Linked DNA regions of Mus musculus: regions 2 and 3 are each linked to region 1. The links are chromatin contacts, called in public Hi-C maps. All regions are on one chromosome and are shown on one strand. Each heading gives the region's core, a stretch centred on a gene start, on an enhancer-like site or on the middle of the called end of the contact. The rest is flanking DNA. Distances are from core to core; before and after follow the strand shown.

Region 1 (3,964 bases), core at 1,049-3,548:
AGGATGGACCATCTAGAGACTGCCATACCCAGGGATCCATCCCATAATCAGCCTCCAAACGCTGACATCATTGCATACACTAGTAAGATTTTGCTGAAAGGACCCTGATATAGCTGTCTCTTGTGAGACTATGCCAGGACCTAGCAAACACAGAAGTGGATGCTCACCGTCAGCTATTGGATGGATCACAGGGCCCCCAATGGAGGAGCTAGAGAAAGTATCCAAGGAGCTAAAGGGGTCTGCAACCCTATAGGTGGAACAACAATATGAACTAACCAGTACCCTCAGAGCTCGTGTCTCTAGCTGCATATGTATCAGAAGATGGCCTAGTCGGTCATCAGTGGAAAGAGAGGCCCATTGGTCATGCAAACTTTATATGCTTCAGTACAGGGGAACGCCAGGGCCAAGAAGTGGGAGTGGATGGGTAGGGGAGTGGGGGGAGGGTATGGGGGAATTTTGGGATAGCATTGGAAATGTAAATGAGGAAAATACCTATTAAAAAATATAAAAAAGTAATAGAAATTATAGAAACATTTTCAGAAAGGTTAAAAAAAAAGCGGTTTGATTTCTCTCTGTCTCTCCCAAGCCCAATAGTAGCACAGATGAGAAATTTGGATCTCTGTGGGGTTTTTTATTCCCATGTAGACTTTGGAGGTAAACAGACATGAAGGTAAAAACCTCTATTTTACCTTTAGATGGCTGTATAATCTTGGGTCTCAGTTTATTGTCTGTAAGTTAGAGATATTAATGGTGCTATTATAAAACCACTCTTATAAATGCGGTAATGTGTTCAGCCCAGCACTCTCTCCGCTCAGCAGTCACTGGTGACCTAAGGGCATCTCTCCTCCCAGTCACCCCCTCACATTTCTAGCCAATCCCATTCCTCAGTTATTCCTGATTTACAGCAAATTTTCTTCCATATTTTATGTGCCATACTTTTCTTGTTTCTCACATTTACTTATGAGCCCAGCCACGGATCCTATTCCCTAACAAACAAATCAGCACATGTATTAGCATATTCCGTGAACTGAATGATCATTGGGAGGTAGAATGCTTCTTTGCCTACTATGTTTAGGTCCTGTGTTCAAGTCCTACACCACCTCCCTTAATATCTGCCTCCCAAAGACCACCAAACATGTCCTGTTGGATTATGGTCTAGATTTGACTCTCTGTTTGATAGTAAAGAACTTTGTTCACATAGACAGTAATGATTGCCAAGTTATTGCATAAATGTAGACAAGTGGACTGTGCTATTCTCAGCATTTCAGGAAACTTCACATACCATTGCAATTTAATGACGCCAGGAACCGTGCTGGCTACCTTCCCTTTGTGCACTAGGTGCCTGCCAGCTAAGAAGTGGCAAATGTGGAAGGCTATCAGTGTAACGCGCTGGGCAGACTGGCATTCTCTGTCTTGAAGTCTTTATAAATTTTTCTGCCTCCAGTGAAAATGAATTAGAATATGGAGAGATAAGAAATAGGGAGAGATTTAGTGTAAACATGACTGGCTCAGACATAAAGGTAGAAGCTGAGAGCAGTGACAATAGTGGAGAAGTTTGAGCCTACCTTTTCAGGGCTTTTCAGTGGATTTTCTTTAGAGCCTTTGGCCTCCTGATGTATCTGCTTACAAATAAATAGAGAATCAGCAGGCAGTTGCTCTAATTTGTGCTTCCTTTGTGTTGAAATTGTGATTTATCAACTCTCAGTGTCAAGTCAGTAGCAAGGGGAGCATGTATCAGTTCTCCTGCCATCCTCCTCCTCCTTAAAAACAAGTTTCTTTTTTAACCAAGAAGTAACTGTGCTGCGCCCTACCCTGACACTGTTCAAACCTTCCTTCTCTGAAATATTTGTGTTGTCATGTGTCATTTAGCACAATCTGCAGCTTTGGAAACATCGGATCAAGAGAAGGTTAGCCAGAGTCTCCTTAGTGGCTTATTCTACTTCAAAGCATGGAGCCAAGTCACTTCTCTCTCAAAGGAAAGGAAGGACGGAATGGGGTGTTTGAAAACCCCTTAACCTTTTGTTGGGCTCGGTTGTGGTTCACACTAGAAAGACAACTCATTAAGTAAAACAGAAAATTCTGTTCTTCAATTCTTAGGAAAACCCTTGGCCTGATTCCCCACCCATATTTTCATTTCCGAGTATAGTTCAGTTTCCCTGGCTCTTATTTCTATAACTCTTAATTATAGACCTTCTAGACTCTGTATAGAAGTAAAAGTTTACAGAAGCTGCCACCCTTTAGGCCTCAATAAAAGGTAGACCTTGGAATTGGTCCAGGTGCTAATAAATTCTGGAGAGCAAAAGCATACTCCGCCTTTGCTTGTGCCAGCTGACTGGGCTGTGACCATGAACTGTAATGGGGCAAGGTGGAAAGTCTGCCTTTTTTCTAGCATCTAAACAAGACAAAAACTTAATTTAAGTTTTCTCCCTGAGAATCAATGTGTGCCAAAACAATTTTGTTCTATCTTATCAAAAATGATTGAGTTCAGTAGTGCTTGGTGCTCCTGACAGCCTTCCAGAATCCAGATTGTCATTACAGTCCTTTGCTGTGACAGAAGCAGTGTTTGCACACGCCATCAGGAATGTGAGAGGGGCTGGGACTGTCCCATCCCTACTTTGGACATCACAGGGTCTGCCTGGTTCCAGTTTCTTCATCAGAGTTGATCATTCCAGATGCCATTGTGTAATTTTCCATCTTGGGGTATGTGTTTGTGTGGGTGGGTGGTTTTGTTTGTTTTTAAGTGGTGTTTAATGTCAGGCTAATAATAAACTGGATACGTAGGCCTGGTTTTGTCACAGCGGCCATGAGTTATTTGTCGCTGTTCTTTAGAGAGGCTGAGAACTAGCCTCCCTTACTTCCAAATGATGTGTACACATGGGGGGGGGGGGTGCTCTTGTCACTGTAGCTGCCTAGGAACTGCAGTATGGCAGCTGGCGAGTTCTGTTGTAAAGAAGTAAAAGATGAGGGATCTTCTCCCTTGTTGCTATACAACTGATTCTCTACTTCCTTGCAACCTGCATCCGGAGTGCATCACTATTTCTGAAGCAATTAATGGCATTTAGTCTGTTCCCTACCTATACGTCTTTCTCAAGATCAGGTGTACTAGCAACTCTATGATTCTTCAGGGAGGTGGGGCTTAAACTATGCTCAGTCATTCTTGGCCTTTCATCTTTTTAGAACTTGAGTATATTTTTAAAAAAGATTCTGACTACTGTTTTTCACAAAGCTTATTTTGAATCCCGTGAGATACTTGGAAAAAAACAATAGACCATGCCCCCAATTAAAAATAAGTGCTAAGGCTTGGAGTTTTAGAAATAGTGGTTTTATGCCTATGGGTTCTTGCTTTGTAGCTCTGGAGCAGAGCTGGCATTAAGTCTTTACTTGGTGATTTCAGTGACAGAGGACGCCTGTAGATGAAACAGAAGGCTCCCAAACCAGCATTTTCCTGTCCTCACAGATCAGGCCCCAGCAGAGTTGTAGGTAGCAAGGGAAATGGAAACCCTTACAGATGTTCATTCTATCACTCCTCATGTGTAAGAACAGCCTTTTATGGATCTGGTAATTTCTCCTATTCCAACTCTATTTAGGGGTTGAGCTGCTATGGTTAGTGTAAACTCTGCCTCCAGCTCAAGCCATGATGTTGGTAAGTTTTGTTTACTCTCTTTTTGCCAAGTACCTGGTCCTTCTGGAAAGCAGTGTCATGAGACAATTGGTGTTCTGTTTCTTTCATGTATTTCTTCTTGGCCATCTAAGACTGACAGATGGGGTATTCACTTCTGCTGTTTAGGGGGTGGAAGAACCAGTAACTGAGAAGCAAATTTCCAGTTGGTTTGAGCATCTAGCCATGATTTCTTTGTCTTCTTCCCTTTCCCTTTCCCTTTTACCCCCTCCCTCCCTCCTCTCTCTCTCTCTCTCTCTCTCTCTCCCTCCCTCCCTCCCTCCCTCCTTCCCTCCCTCCCTCTCT
Region 2 (3,530 bases), core at 753-3,252, 110 kb before region 1:
TCAGTGTGATTACAGTTTTATGTTAGGAACATTCACTCTGCAGTCAAAGTTTTGGTGTTATTAGTAATGGTTCAGACCTTGGAAAAAGAACCTGTAAAGATTTGTTGATTTTTTTTTTTCCCCCCCTAAAATTGAGAATAGGTTTTGGATCAGTTGTCTATACAGATTTAATATTTTGATCTGGAGGATAGAAGTCAGGTGAATAAAAATTGCTAGTGTTGGTTTAGTAGACTGAATAGCCACAAATTCAGGTGCAAGCATGTTGATTTGGAGGAACCAATTTTGAATAGAAATCGTAAAAGAAAGATGAAAAATTAGGGCAGTTTACCAAAGTAATGTTTTGTGTAGCAACAAGAAATTTTTTAAAGGTGAACAAAAGCTTCTTGTCGACCCAGCAGAGGTTTTATCAGCTGCAGATGGTCATAAACTAAGTACTGACAAGGTTGGGCTAGACCTCGAAATGCTTTCAGTGTGTTGTTTCCTGTGAGTGCAGAGTTTGACCGCTGGACTACAGGTGAGAGGAAGCTTAAGGAAATAGACATCTACACCCCTTGTCTCAGATCCTTAGGTTGCGTTCGGAGGTTCTGGGTCTTTGAAAAGGTATGTGGGAAGTTGGGGAAATAGCTTAATGCATGAAGCCCTTGCTGTGTGAGCATGAGGACCTGAGCTCAAATCCCTAGTGTCGTAGAAATGCTGGTAGGGTCTGGTGGCCTGCCTTTGATCCCATTACTTGGGAAGCTGACCAGCTAGCCAAACTGGCAAGCTCTCCGTTCAAGTGAGAAACCCTGCCTCAACATAGAAGGTGGAGCAATCAAAGACATGCTTGTACATATGTGCCCCAGCAAACACACAGAGAGAAAGGTCACACAGAGCACTTGTGGTGTAGTAATGACATAATACCTACCTCAGTGGGTTGTGAATAACACCCCTGTAATTAAACGCTGATTTTTCTTTTTCTCCAGTACAACATGAATGTTTCTGTTATGGGACAAAGACTTAAAAGTCACTTGGATCTCTTCATGTGAGGTTTTGTAACAGTGTCAGGTCAAGTTCTGTTTTACTGCCAAGTGTGTTATAAGACTAGAGAACTTTAACAGTGAAGGGACAGAGGCAGAAAGCCACATCTGACAACTTTCTTTAAAAAAATAACTTTGTTCTTTTCTACACTCAAGAAAATTCTTTCCAGTCGAGTTAGCTTTCCTTGGGCTTGTTTGTAATGGTAACAGGTATCTATCTGTGGATGGTAGCGTGGTTTTGATTTACTAATAGCCCTGGAGGGGTAGGGCATACTAAGTGCTTCCTTGATGATTGTGAAGTCAAACTGGAAAACTAAGCATCATAAGCAAACAACTCTATTTTATATGTCTTTGGCATTGATTTCTATTTTGTCCAGGTCCATGCATTTTCTCCCTCTTGTTCAAAGATATAAGTACAGATCTGGACCTACGGTTATAAATGGCTACCCTTGGGTCTAAAGAAACAGAAGTAGCTTCTCTGGAGGGCTGTTTGCAGATATGGGATTCATAGGAAGGCTAGAGCTTTTCATGATATAGTGATGTGCATTGTTTTACATGTCAGACCGTAAAGCTGTCATTTTGTCAGTACTGTGTGTGTCCACTTTCTTATGCTACCCTTTTTATTTTCCCTTATTTTATATAGGAGTTGAGGCAGGGGTTAGATTCAGAAGGTTTTCCAAGGGAACTTTGTATAGTAATGAGAAAGGATGTTGGCGAAAGGGAAGCGGTCTTGATTTGGCCTAGTGACATTCTAGACTGGCTTCAGTGTCCTCCTTTGTTTGCAGGTAAAAGGGTAAGGTTTGGTATGATTCAGAGCAGTGCCCTGTTATAGCAAATCTGTGGCTAGAGGAGCATTTGAAATATACAGAGTCCTTGCAGTTTTGCCGGATTGTTGTTCTGAACAAATGACCCTATTGCGTTCCCTGGTTACTCAGCACCCTGTGGACACTGGCCTAGTCATGGGCAATTGGCTGTCCAAATAGCGTGTGCGGTTTTGCAGCCTGAGCTCTTAGTGAGGATGAGGCGCAGCGCCTCCCCAGCTGACTGCTCCAGGGAGCATTACCCGGTGTGCAGCTGTTGCCTGAATCCTAAGTAGCATCCGGTGTGAGGCTGGCGCCTTCCCGCTCCCCTTCCTTTTTACTTGCTGCTCTGTGAATATCTGATCGATGGGGCTGGGTGTTGGCAGAAATCCAGAAAAGCCAGCCATGTTGTTAGATGTAGCATTTTGGCCTCTCCAATCTAAGCTTTTCTTTTTTGTCAACATTTAAGATGTAGTTTTTGCAAACAGCTGTAGAGCTGAATAGCAGGAGTTGTGCTGGTCACTGTGGCCTGTAAATGGTGAGTGATTTTCATTCTCCTCTCTACTGAAGATGAGCACATGGCAGTGTGGAGAGGATAAGCATGAAGGTAAGCAGCCCTGTGATCTGCAGTGCCTGTCTTCACCTGCCAGTCAGCAGCACACACTTGGCAAATCCTAGCTGTATGGGAGACAGGCCATCCACTCCACTGCCCTCCATACTGCTCTGCTGTAGTCTTGGTTGTTCCAGGGCTCAGCTCTCTACTTTTATGTTGCTTCCCATTTGTCAGCAGGAGAGAAACTTAAGGAGAAGGAGGAGGAGGACTGCCTCCCCCTCCATGGAAGTCTAAATCGTAACTAATGAAGCAGTATTAAATTCTGAGACCTATTACATCTCTATAACCACTCACCTCCGCTTTGTGACTGAAATCACTAAAGATCCAAATATCTACTGTATGCACATGCAAAGAAAAAATTTAACTTTAACCCTGAAATTTAAAATTGAAAAAGTAATTTCTCTAAATATCCATCTTTTTTTTTTCAACCTATTAAAACAATGTAAAGACCCCTTGGCTCCTGAGTGTGACCCACCCGTCAGATCTGATGAAGGCACTAGGCTTCCAGACCTAGCTCTACCTTCCTGTCCCTAGTGTTGTCTGAAGAGTCCCTCATGACTGCCAGTATTGATCAGCTGCTGTTCCCTGAACTCCTGTGTGTGTTCTTTGGCAACAAGGAGATAAACAGGGTATTGACCCAGAGATCTTGACACACTCCTGGATTTTTAGGGACAAATAGCAGCCCCCTTCAGAGTGCAGAGTGCTGAAAGTCCAGTGGCTGCTTCTGAATAATGACTTCCTGTCAAGTGGCTCGAAGGGTTTGATGGAGAAGAGGCTGGGTTTCAATTCTTCTGGAGTAGCATGTGCTTTGGGCAAGATGATCTGACTGGAAACTTGTGCTAATAGGAAACAGTGTGCAGGCCCTGAGAGGCGAGGCAGTGGGAAGCTCCTGCAGCCCTGCGGACTCCAAACCACATGTTGTTTGTGTGAGTGTTTGAAGTGAAATTGAATTTTTATTTTCCTAATGTGTTTTTGTAATTAGGAAAAATTCCTTCTTTTTCTCACTGCCATGTAACACAAACCCCAGTTCCTAGTTCCTCCATCAAATCTTGTCTATTCTATGCAGACCTAGGGGAAAGGTGGGACAAGAAAGGCCCTAGG
Region 3 (3,951 bases), core at 1,387-3,886, 130 kb before region 1:
CTGACCTCTCTCTGTGCCCTCTGTCTTGCTCAGGTTCTTAAGAATCCTGTTAGGTCAGAGACTTCTTTCTGTACACACAGGCCCTTCCTTCTCTCCAGCATGATACCTGTTGATGTGCATGCCTGCTTTTCTCTGTGAAGTCTAAGCACCGCTGAGGGCAGGAATGCCATTTCTCATCTTTATCTCCCCTTTCCGAATCTTGTAGAGAGTACTATGACCATAGTAGACAATTATCAAATGTTTAAATCATGTCTGCTGAGGCATGAGAAGTAATTTCATAGATTGCTTTTGAGTGGGCATCATTTTGCCTACTCGAAACCCTCTGTTAATCTCTGGATGCCTCTGCTAGCTCTGTTCAGCTGGGGCTCCTGTCCTGGGTTCATAAGTCCCAGGAGGGCGTCTTTGCTTCCCTGGTTTCTCCCTTCCCTCTTAATTGCATTGCTTGGTTTTGCTGGATAGTTTACACCTGGATTAGATGTTGGCAGCTACATCATTTCCCCACTCTGTTTTAGCCTAACTTCTGCCATTGCTTAACCAGCCCTGCCTCTTTCTGTATGGTTTCCCCTTAATGTACATTCTTTTAGCACAGTGTAGCTTGAGTTCAATCCACCCAGCGGGGTTATTTTCAGGATTTTACGTGTCTTTGAAGATCAGTCCCTATTTGACTCTGTCTTTTAACACCTCTGTTCTTACTCAGGGTTTTCCAAATGTCTTCTCTCGGGTATGTTGATTCATCGACGTCTTTAGGTGGACTTTTTACTCAGGGCTGTTTTTTTCCCTCTTCTGTTGTCGACCTTGCTGGTTGTCAGATTATTTCTTTGCTGGAACTAATTTTAAAATCAATTAGAGAGCTTTTCCCGTCATCTTTCTCTCTTTATTTATGAGGTGCTGATTGCAGAACTACCTACACTGTGTTTAGATAAATTACTTTTTTTTAAAAAATGTAACATTTATATTCAAGGCAAGTTTAGTGCAGCCATCCAATGCTTTGCAGTTTTGCAGGCCAGAGCTGTAGGCTTCATTCCTTGGTGGGCTAATTAGCTTTGGGCTGGGAGAATTTTTGTTCTGTTTAGAAACCAAACATTTAAGTTCCTCATGTATTCTAGACTCTGTGGTTCTGAGGAATTGTTTTTATTAACAAGATGTTTATAATTTTAGGCGTGTGCGTGTGTGTGTGTGAGTGTGCGTGTGCGTGTGAGAGAGTGTTGGCCAGCAGGTGGATGGTGGATGGAATGATGGATGGTGGTGCTTTGCCCCCACTGTTCTCAGTAAAGGCTTTTCAGCGCTGACTAGAAAGGGAAGCTGAAGGACACAGATGCTTGCTCTTTCCCCAGCAACTGACAGGCCTATTGGTTAGGCATATTTTTGGTGTCACTTTTCATTTTAGCCTTTCTTTGAATATTTGCAGTCATTTTATAGGGCGTTCACATTTTATAGTTCTAATCCACCCACTATTATGCTGTGTAGCTGGATTGGCTTACAGAATCTTATTTATGTCCACCTTGGTGGAGGGCTGCTTTGCAACCAGACCTCTGTTCAGCTTAGCCGTGAAGACATTGTAGAAACTCGGTGTTCTTTACTCTGTCATTTCTCTGCTTGGCATCAGTCTGTCCTTGTTTTGTTGTGTGGCCCTCGGTAAGGCTGAGCAGCAGCAGCAGCAGCGTGTGATGTAGGGCATCTGATAGGCTTGCTGGCCCCACACTGGTCCTCAGTTTCTGCTTCTGTCAACGCAGAGTCTGGAAAATCTATACATTAGATGGTTATAATTTCTAGTTTCTGCTCGCTTGCTTGCTTTCTTTTTTCTGTCTCTATGCAGTTTGATTTTCTGGGTCAAGTAGATTCCTCATTTCTTCAAGTCTATTGCAGGCTAACCATGTAGTTGGTACTCAGTTTTATAAGGTGCTTGAATTCTCAGTAGCTCCTGCTCATAGTCTTTGGCTGCAGATTGGCAGAGTACATTGACCCTTAACTGTGATTCTGCCATTAGTCCACCAGAAGACCAGGAGGCCCAGACTCTTTCCTTGGGTGGCTGCCTTTTGTAAGGTGGGCTGCAATTAGGAGAAAGCCTCCTCCTTATTCATATGAAGTTTGCTTAGCATCTGCTTCTCCAGCTGGATGGCTAGTTTTAGATGACTGGTGTGCAGGAGCTGTAGGTGGAACTTTGTAAGGGATTGCTGGTGTGTGCAGGGTTCCCTTGTCAGCCTTCTGCTCCTCCAGGCTTGGTCTTGAGGCCCAGGCCCTATGAGTTGGGGTGCAGGTGTATTGAGTACCCTCATTGGAGCTTCTTTACCTTTTACTGCAGCGGATGGGAGAGAGCTCACTGTGTTTACATGGCAGATCGACAGACAGTGTCATGTGCTAGTTTGACGGTAGGGATATCCAGATTATTAGCCCAGTTAGCAGGGAGACTTCACATCATTCAACTCACCTTATTGTATCCACTTGTGATTTCTTATAAAAAGGGAGGAAGTTCTGGTAGCACTTTGCTGGTCCCTTCCAGCGTGTGTTAAACCTCCAACTCAGCGTTTTCCCAGGAAAATGTCCGAGTTCCTTCCTGCCGCCTGAGCTACTTGGAGCCTTTCTGTCAGAGCACAACTGTGGCTTGCCTGGAAGATTGCTCTGAGCCCCACCTCCTCCCTCTAAAAGCTTTTCGCCTCACTCCGCCTGCTTTGCCTACTCCAGTCCTCCTCTGAGGAAGAGTAGCTGACTCCTTCAGCTCAGGCAGGCTTATCTGCAGGGGAGCTTAGTTAGTTCTGGGCTGCCTGGATCTAGAAATAGCAGAGCTGTGGAAGATGACTGCTCCTCTGGGTAAAGAACAGCAGGTAGAGGAAGGCAGTTCCTCTTGTAAGGAGAGTTCTCAATCCAAGAAGATAGAAATGAGCCTGATACTGTTGAAGGAAACTGACAAATGTAAAACTCAGTGCAGTAAAACCCTGCAGCCTTTCGTTTCTTACCACATCACCTAGCAAGAAATGTGTTCTGAGGGCTGGAGCGGTAGTGTTTCGTCCTGTCCTGCCTGTCTGTGTTATAGATCTGCTCGCATGTACTCAGGGAAGCAGGTGCTCTCTGGCAGAGTCCCGTTGTTTCTGTTCTCTTTCCTCATCTCGCTCTTAGTAGATGTCCCTGCAGGTGTGATCATGGCTGTGCTTGCTTTTGCATTTTATTTGGATCCCTCCCCCATCCTAGGTTCTTCCATCTCCACTCGATGATCTCTCTCCCAGGAATGGATTCTCCTACAGGAAATAAGAGGTGACCCCTTGTATTTCAAATGAAGAGTCTCTCCTAGTGAACAGTCTAGGCAGCTTGGTTGGTGGCTCGCTCCTGCGCCTGTCATGTTAGCCTCACAGGAGCTCCTTGTGTACCTTGTGTCGCTTGTAAAGCCTTGCTGTGGCTTTCCATGCAACACGAACCCGTCGTGAATTCTTAGCGTTGTTAAATTGTCTCTCATTTAGCTGCCTTGCTGTGGTTCATCCAGAAAGAGCAGCTTCTTGAACATGAATTCACTACCTCAGAAAGGGGCAACAACAAAACCGCCTTCTACTTTGCTTGAGCAACAACAACATTTAAACTGTTTCTGTAATGCCGTGGTGTACTCTACAAACTACATTTGTGCAGTTTAAGCAAGACTCGTGTCCTGCTTCTAGAATTTAAATCAGTTGATGCTTTCATTGGCATATTTTCTTGCTGATATTTATAGATACATATTTAAGGAGACTTGTCAAGGCTTTTAAATAGTGAGGTAGACTGGTCCTCATTTTAACTTTTTTTTGTTGTTGTTGTTGTTGTTGTGGGGTTTTTTTTTTTTTTTTTTTTTTTTTTTTTTTTTTTTTTTTTTTTTTTTTTTGATACAGGGTCTGGTTCTAGCTGCCCTAGAACTTGCTATGTAGATTCACCTCCCTCTGCATTCTAAATGTCTGGATAAAAGGCATGTGCTACCACGCCCTGCTCACA

Evidence for each region. A called contact is a pair of places that touch in the nucleus more often than the background predicts.
Region 2: a contact with region 1 is called in a Hi-C map of liver, with 2.1 times the contacts expected there. The contact joins two enhancer-like sites. A contact is called at or near these places in 3 of 484 Hi-C or Micro-C datasets (liver and nephron progenitors) and 1 of 9 other capture datasets (adipose tissue).
Region 3: a contact with region 1 is called in a Hi-C map of liver, with 2.7 times the contacts expected there. The contact joins two enhancer-like sites. A contact is called at or near these places in 1 of 39 promoter capture datasets (hippocampal neurons), 5 of 484 Hi-C or Micro-C datasets (3T3-L1-derived adipocytes, liver, nephron progenitors and 1 more), 1 of 115 datasets of contacts at active chromatin or transcription factors (embryonic stem cells) and 1 of 9 other capture datasets (adipose tissue).

What each region holds. Positions count from the first base shown.
Region 1 is chr6:28,679,428-28,683,391 of GRCm38.p6, forward strand. All of the region lies in intron 12 of Snd1 (staphylococcal nuclease and tudor domain containing 1), which reads left to right. Among named protein-coding and RNA genes, the nearest start is that of Lrrc4, 150 kb to the right of the region's middle. Within about 2 kb of position 2,299, at least 27 of the 459 cell types and tissues checked have an H3K27ac peak or open chromatin away from gene starts, as enhancers often do. A contact at or near this core is called in liver, where this site is marked.
Region 2 is chr6:28,571,104-28,574,633 of GRCm38.p6, forward strand. All of the region lies in intron 10 of Snd1 (staphylococcal nuclease and tudor domain containing 1), which reads left to right. Among named protein-coding and RNA genes, the nearest start is that of Snd1, 93 kb to the left of the region's middle. Within about 2 kb of position 2,003, at least 71 of the 459 cell types and tissues checked have an H3K27ac peak or open chromatin away from gene starts, as enhancers often do. A contact at or near this core is called in liver, where this site is marked.
Region 3 is chr6:28,552,540-28,556,490 of GRCm38.p6, forward strand. All of the region lies in intron 10 of Snd1 (staphylococcal nuclease and tudor domain containing 1), which reads left to right. Among named protein-coding and RNA genes, the nearest start is that of Snd1, 74 kb to the left of the region's middle. Within about 2 kb of position 2,637, at least 26 of the 459 cell types and tissues checked have an H3K27ac peak or open chromatin away from gene starts, as enhancers often do. A contact at or near this core is called in liver, where this site is marked.